Regions from separate parts of the Oryctolagus cuniculus genome. Here region 1 is linked to region 2. The links are chromatin contacts, called in public Hi-C maps. All regions are on one chromosome and are shown on one strand. Each heading gives the region's core, a stretch centred on a gene start, on an enhancer-like site or on the middle of the called end of the contact. The rest is flanking DNA. Distances are from core to core; before and after follow the strand shown.

Evidence for each region. A called contact is a pair of places that touch in the nucleus more often than the background predicts.
Region 1: a contact with region 2 is called in a Hi-C map of an unstated tissue, with 3 times the contacts expected there. The contact joins the enhancer-like site here to the promoter of LOC103348532 in region 2. A contact is called at or near these places in 2 of 6 Hi-C or Micro-C datasets (psoas muscle and an unstated tissue).

Annotation. Positions count from the first base shown.
Region 1 is chr18:63,625,925-63,629,179 of mOryCun1.1, reverse strand. The region is part of intron 1 of CMIP (c-Maf inducing protein); the gene reads right to left. Among named protein-coding and RNA genes, the nearest start is that of CMIP, 50 kb to the right of the region's middle. Within about 2 kb of position 1,564, at least 3 of the 8 cell types and tissues checked have an H3K27ac peak or open chromatin away from gene starts, as enhancers often do.
Region 2 is chr18:63,576,103-63,579,306 of mOryCun1.1, reverse strand. It overlaps LOC103348532 (collagen alpha-1(I) chain), which reads left to right and starts at 1,551. Exons shown (of 3, transcript XM_070062559.1): 1 at 1,551-2,568. The coding sequence starts at 1,551. It overlaps CMIP (c-Maf inducing protein), which reads right to left and starts at 1,624. Exons shown (of 21, transcript XM_051847041.2): 1 at 1,016-1,624. The coding sequence starts at 1,315.

The DNA of each region.
Region 1 (3,255 bases), core at 315-2,814, 50 kb before region 2:
TGGGGGAGTTACTTAACCTCTCTGGCCTCAGTTTCTTCACCTGTACAATGGAGCTAGGCAGCAGCTGCCTCACATGAGCTTATACCATTTAATGGCTAAAAGGATGACAAGAGGGCCAAGCAAACAGTAGGTGCTGCATGTGTGTTTACTGAATGACAAAGTCCTCCTGCAGCCCCTGCCAGGGAGCTCTCTGGTCGCTAATGCTTCAAGAGACTTTGGGAGCCTGCCCTTTAAGCAGGTTCAGACCCGAGACTTGGAGCCATCCATACCTACCCAGCCTGGGCCCGGCAGACGTCACCAGCCGCAGCCCCTTCTCCCCATTCAGAAAAAGAGGACGCACGTCACATGACAGAAGCAGAGAGTCCTGGTGCACACATGGCCAGGGACACTGCCAGAGCTCCCCTGGGACCCGAGCGGCTGACTCAAAGGGGATGCTCGGGTCCCCTGGGCTGCGGGGCACATGCAAACCAGGAGGCCCTGGCCCCAAAACAGGAAGGGCATCGGCAGCCTGTGCGTCACAGCCTGAAGTTCCCCTTCTCGTGTCCTGCCAGATTACTCGAGCTCAGAAATCCCTTTGCGAGACAAGAACGAAGTGCAATCTTCAGCCCCACTGGGCCTTCCAAGTGGTGCGACTCCACCGATGCCAATGCCCAGCTCTTCAGGAAAACGGAGGGCTTTGTGTGCAGGTTCGGGGTTTTGGTAGCTCTTAGAAAGCTCGGCGCTGCAGAGGCTCCTGGGAGCAGCAGGAAGTGGTCTCCTCTGCTTGTTTTCCAAAGGGTAACCACCAGATTTTCTGGTAAAAACTTTCTGACCAACTGGCAGAGGGCACCTGCGCAACCCTCAGATTTCTCACGCCCTGGAGTTTTCCTTCGTTTGTTCCGTTCCTTTGTGGGGCCTTCAAAGAAGCTCACGCTCAGGGCTTGGCCCAAGGGAGGGGAGGGAGGAATGGAGGAAGGAAGGACCTTCTGATGAGAATCGAAATTCACCAAGAGAAAAGTCAGATCACAGCCCATGGCCTCAAATCCAACAGTGCTCAGGGAAACAGCACTGAGGGCAGCTCCAAGGGGTCGGGGCTGCAGGGAGGACAGGCGAGAAGCAGAGAAGAAGGGGGGCTGCAGAAGACCCAGGCCTCCCTGGAGGCTGGGAAGGCTTCAGCAAGAGAGAACAGGCAGGTAAAGCCAAGGACCGCCAGGGCACAGGAATCTGGATGCTTCCGACATGGCCAAAATAGAAGAGTCACCGGACTGGCAGGCCCGGACTCGACTCTGACATCAACAGGCGGCGGCAAGTGTGGCTGCCGGGCTGCCCTGGGCTGGGCGGGCTGGAAGGGAGGCGGCGGGCACAGAGGGCTACCAGGACACAAGCGACTGGCAGGAGGTGCAAGCTTCCCACCACCACCTCACGGGCATCGCTTTCTGCTCCTGAGACAAGGCCATGTGCCCAGCCCCATCCACCATGGATAGTGACCCTTGGAGGGTATCCGTAGGGGCCGGGGTCCCGGGCCAGCCAAGATGCTGGATGAGAAGGAAGCCAAGTGCAGACTCTGGCCCAGGAAAGAGCCAGCGGGCACTGGGCAGGCAGACATGGAGGTGAGGCGAGGTGAGGACCAGCCTGGTCAGGGCTGCTTCCCACGCTGAGGTCACCAGCCGGGGAGAGGGTGAGTCTTGGTGAGCAGGGTGGGCAAGTCCAAACCTGCAGAATCACTTCCCTCCCTGAGTAGGAGAAAACAGAGAACAATCTAGAAGGAACTCTGAAAGGGAGCCGGAGGTTGAGGCAAGGCCTGGGGCACATATGAGTATGGGCCTGTGTATCAGGAGATAAGTATGTTCCCAAGCGCATGTGCCAGGCATCTCTCCAGGGATGCATGTGAGGTGTGTACCTCCATGACCTTGAGATCAAGCATTCTGTGTGTGTCTGTGTGAGGTGTGTCAGGCCATGCCCATACATGTTTACAAGTACGTGCATCTTCATGGGCAAATGGCACTGTGTCAAGGTCAGGAGCCTGGACTGGAGCCACACCGGGAAGGAACCCTGGCCCTTCCCTGTGCTAGCCCAGGACCTTGAGCAAGCGACTCAACTTCCTTATACTTCAGCTTCCTCATCTGTTAAAACATGGCTAGTAAAAACTACCCAGTGCTGTTAGGGGGTTACAGAGACTGTAAAGCACTTAGCTTGGCCCCCAGGAAACAGGGCCCCGCTGCCTGCCTGTGGTAAGAGACTAAAGGAGGGCGTCCACACGCAGGGGCAGGAAGCCTGGGCCACGAGTGCAAGTGACATGCATCTGCGTCTTTGCAATTGTGTGTGCTGTGCAGCCACCATGTGCGTGCCAGGGACTAAGACCTTCGCCCGTGGGCTAGCTGGGCATGTGAACACGTATGTGTATGTGTAGGCTGTGCAAACACAGACAGGTGTGTTATGGCAAAGTGTGTGCATGTGGACATGAACTGAGTGGAAGCCCTAACTCAAAGCGAATCAGGGTGTGACCAGAGGCAGAGTGACCCCTGCAGAGCTGGGGCAACCCAGGGAGACTGTGAGTGCAGGGCATGAAAACCTTGGCCAGGCAGCCTGGGGGAAGAGGCTCGTCTGACTCAACCCCGCACCCAGCCCCTGGCACTGCTCCCCACACAGGAAGTCTGATAGGAAGGAAGGAAAGAGGGAGAGAGGGTGACTGAAGGAGCGACGTGGATACACACAAGGACCATCCACAGACCAGTCCTGTGCAGGGCTCCCCAGACGTTATCTCATTTAACCCTTGAGTGGCCCTGGAGGGAGAATCACCCTCAAACATGCAGACGAGGAAACAGAGCGCTGAGAAATCAGAGGTCTCCCCAGAGACCTGCTGGTGGGCATTGCATGCCAGCCCAGCCATGGGCGACACTGGCATCTCGCCTCTCGGCTGCCAAGACTCATTCAACTAGCACATGCGAGCATGAGTGAATGAAAAAATGGCAATGAAAAGGAAACCAAACCTTGGTGCCCAGAAAGAAATAAAACAAGGGAAGCAGTGGAGAGGGTGCAGACGCTGCCTCCGAGACGCCTCACAGCGCAGTGTACCCACTCCCTGCATGAGCCGGGGCTGGAGCAGCAGGAGCAAGAGTCTTCCACGTGCCCCCAGGGTCCCCATGGGGGTCACACTGCAGCAGCATGAGCCAGGTAGCTCCACAGTGGGGCCCAACCTCTCCAGCCTTCCATGTCGACTGAGAAACCTGGCCTCACAAGCGCACCTGGAGTCCCGGGGGCTTTCAAAAGAACAAG
Region 2 (3,204 bases), core at 302-2,801:
TCCTGGCTGGGTTTTCTTGGCACAGGTGTGGGCAGGCGGTGGAGGATTCTGCCCCCTCCCACTGGGCTTAGTAAACAGGTTCACCGTGGGGGGTGTCGCGAGCCTTCCCAGGAAGACCCAGCCCCCTCCCCAAAGAGGATGGGACCCCCACTGGCAGGCTCAGGGCCAAGCCCCAGCCCCAGCCCAGCTGGTATTTGAAACTGTCCTTGTTTCAAAACACAAAGCATCCCGTTCAGGCTCCTGCCCGCCACCCCCACCCCCACCGCCCTCGACCCCACCACAGCTGTCTCTCCACGTAGGAAGGAGGCCACCATTTGCGGACTTGATTTCAGAAACAGATCAATGGTTTCCGGTCTCCACCTCTGCCAGCTGACCCAGTCCCGGCCATACAGTCAATCAAAAACAACATGAAGCCTCCGGCAACAAAACACACGACGCACGCACGCGCTCACGGGTCGGACCCGCGTCCGCCCCCCCGGGCCGGGGGCGCTCCGGGACCCCGGCCCTCAGCCCTCCGTCTGCACCCTCCCACCCTCCCACCGTGCCGGGGAGAACCTCAGGACCGGGGGCGCCCGGTGTCGCCCGCCAGCCAGGGCCGCAGAAAAGAATAAAGGACGCGCAAGGCAAAGAAAGAAGCTGGCTTCTGGAAATCGTCTGGGTTTGGGGGTTTTGAGGTTTCCATTTTTTTTTTCTTTCGCCCACTGGCTGTGTTTTGTTGTTTCCCTGCAGCTCGGAGCCAGACGCGCCACCGGCTGCCAGAAAGGGAACCCCCGCCGCCCTCAGGGCCCGGCCCCGGGTCGATCCCACGGTCCCGACCGTCAGGGACGCGGCCGCCGCGGGCAGGCGGTCCCCAGGCACCCGGCCCGGGCCGGGACCCCGCGCCGGGCCTCGGAGTCCGCGAAGCCGGCAGCGGGGCGCCCCCGCGGCCGCCACACAGGCCCGGGGCCCCGGGTGCCGCGCGGGGGGCGCCCCGGCCCCTCAGGGCGGCGCGGGCGGCGCGGCGCGGGCGACTCACCGTGGCGGACGCCAGGCTGTTGTCGGCCAGCGTTAGGTGGTGCGGCTCCCAGCGCCTCAGGAATTTCGAGGTGAGGATCTTGCTGAGAAAGGTCCGCGGGTGCCGGATGACACAGACCTGGATGTCGCCCTCCTGCAGCAGTTTGTACCTCATGCCGTTGCACAGCAGCAGGGCCCGGCGGCACGGCACGGCGCCCATCTTCGTGCCCTCGGGGGCCGACACGTCGCCCCCCAGCAGCGGCTTGGTCTCCTCGATCTGCCGGGGGTCGCCGCCGCCGCCCGAGCTGCTCGTCAGATCCATGGCCGCGCCGGGCCTGGGGGGCTGTCCTGGGCTTCTGGGGCGGCGGGGCCCCCGGATCCGGCGGCCCGCACCCCCCCACCCCCCGGGAAGGTGGGGGGGTGTGGGGCTGGGGGCGCCCGCAGAGGAGGGGGCGCTGCCCGCGGCGGGGGGGGCGGGGGGCGGCGCGTCCGGCGGGCTGGGCCGGCGCTCGGCGCTTCCTGCGGGGCTGCCGGCTTCCTCCTAGCTCGTCGGGTGCATGCTCGCCGCGCTGGACCGGGCTCGGCGGGCGGCGCGGGGAGGAGCGGGCAGGGGGAGGGCCGAGGGCGGGCGCGGGGCGGGGGCGGGGGCGGCGGGCGGGCCGCGGGCGTGTCTCGGGGGGCCCCGCGCCGCCGCGCGTGGGGACGGCGCGAGGGTCCTCGCGTCCGTCCGGCGAGGGCGTCTGCGGGCGGGGGCCGCGGGCCGCGCTACCGGGGCGATTGCGGGAGCCGCGGCGCCCGCGCGATTGGTCCCCGCGGGGTCATGTGCCCGCCCCTCTGACGTCAATGGCGGCAACGGCGCGGCCGCCGCGGCTTCGGCCGCTCGCGGGCGGAGTCGGCGGGCCCGGGCGGGGACGGGCTGGGGGCGGCCGCGGCCCGACGGCAGGGGCGGCCCCTGGGGAGGGGGCCGGGGCGGGCGCGCCCCGACCGGCCAGACCCGCCCCGCCCGGAATGTGGGGGAGTGGGCGGGGGCCGCGGGGGCGGGGCGCGTGACGTCACGGCAGCCGCGCCCCCGCCGGTGCCCAGGCGGGAGCCGGGGCCGGAGGGGTCGCGGCGGCTGCGGAGACGGCCGGGTGGTGACTGTGGGCCCGGGCCCTGGGCTGGGCAGCTGGGGAGGGGCTGGGCCGCGCCGCGGGACCCCCGACGCCCCTGCGTGGGCTAGCGGCGCCAGAAGACAGTGCGATGTCCTCGAATTCAGACTGTGCCCCGCAGCGCCCGGCCGTGGGCCCTGGCTTCGGGGGTGGGGGCGGGCTCCCAGACTTGCTTCTGCCCCTAGAAACAGAACCCCCTTGAGGAGCCCTGATAACAAAGCGTCACCCCCGCCCCAGAGCTTCCCAGCCGCCCCTCCCCCAACCTCCCGCCCCGGACCCCGGACCCCGGACCCCGCGCCAGCCCAGGACTGGACTCTGCGAGATGAACCACAGTTCGCCGACGCCAACCTGGACGCGAGCGAGCGACCACCAGGGCCACCCGGCAGCTTCCTTACCCCAGCACGCCCCCGCGGCGGGCCCCCTGCAGGTGCCTGTGTGAGCACGTGCGTGTGTGCGGGCCGTGTTGCGTGGCGTGGCGAATGACCCCAGAACAGACCACCTGGCAAGGGGCTGCGGGGCAGCGGGTGGAAGGCAGATCCCACCCTTCATTCCACCGCGGACAAAGCGCTTGCAGGCCGCCCCGGGAGTGGCCCAAGCTGTTCCTGGTGCCCCCTGGGAAGGCTCTGGTTAGAAAACTAGAAATTCTGGTATGTCCCCACGACTGGCTGGTGTTTCCTTCAAGTTCTGAGCTTGAGAAAACCACTGAAGAAGGAAGGGAGGCCGAGGCCCCACCTGGTGATACAGATGTGGGTGTAGGGGGTGGTTGTGTCGAGAAGTCCCCCGTCCGTCAGGGGTGGGGTTGGGTCATTTGTTCAGATCTTTGAGCTCCTGCTGTCTGCTGGTGGCTCACCAGAAGCGGGGCTGTGATGGTTATTACTGTAACAGCCGCAGTGGCTGGAGACTTCCTATATGCTAAGGACCTTGCCTGCCTGCCTGCCGCCCTGTGACATGTGTTGTCATCCTGCCGGCGAGGCTAGGTGACTTGCCCAGGCTCACTCAGCCGGGCAGGATTCTGCCGAGGGTTCTCCGACTCCCGAGCCCGCATCTTAACCACAGAGCAAGG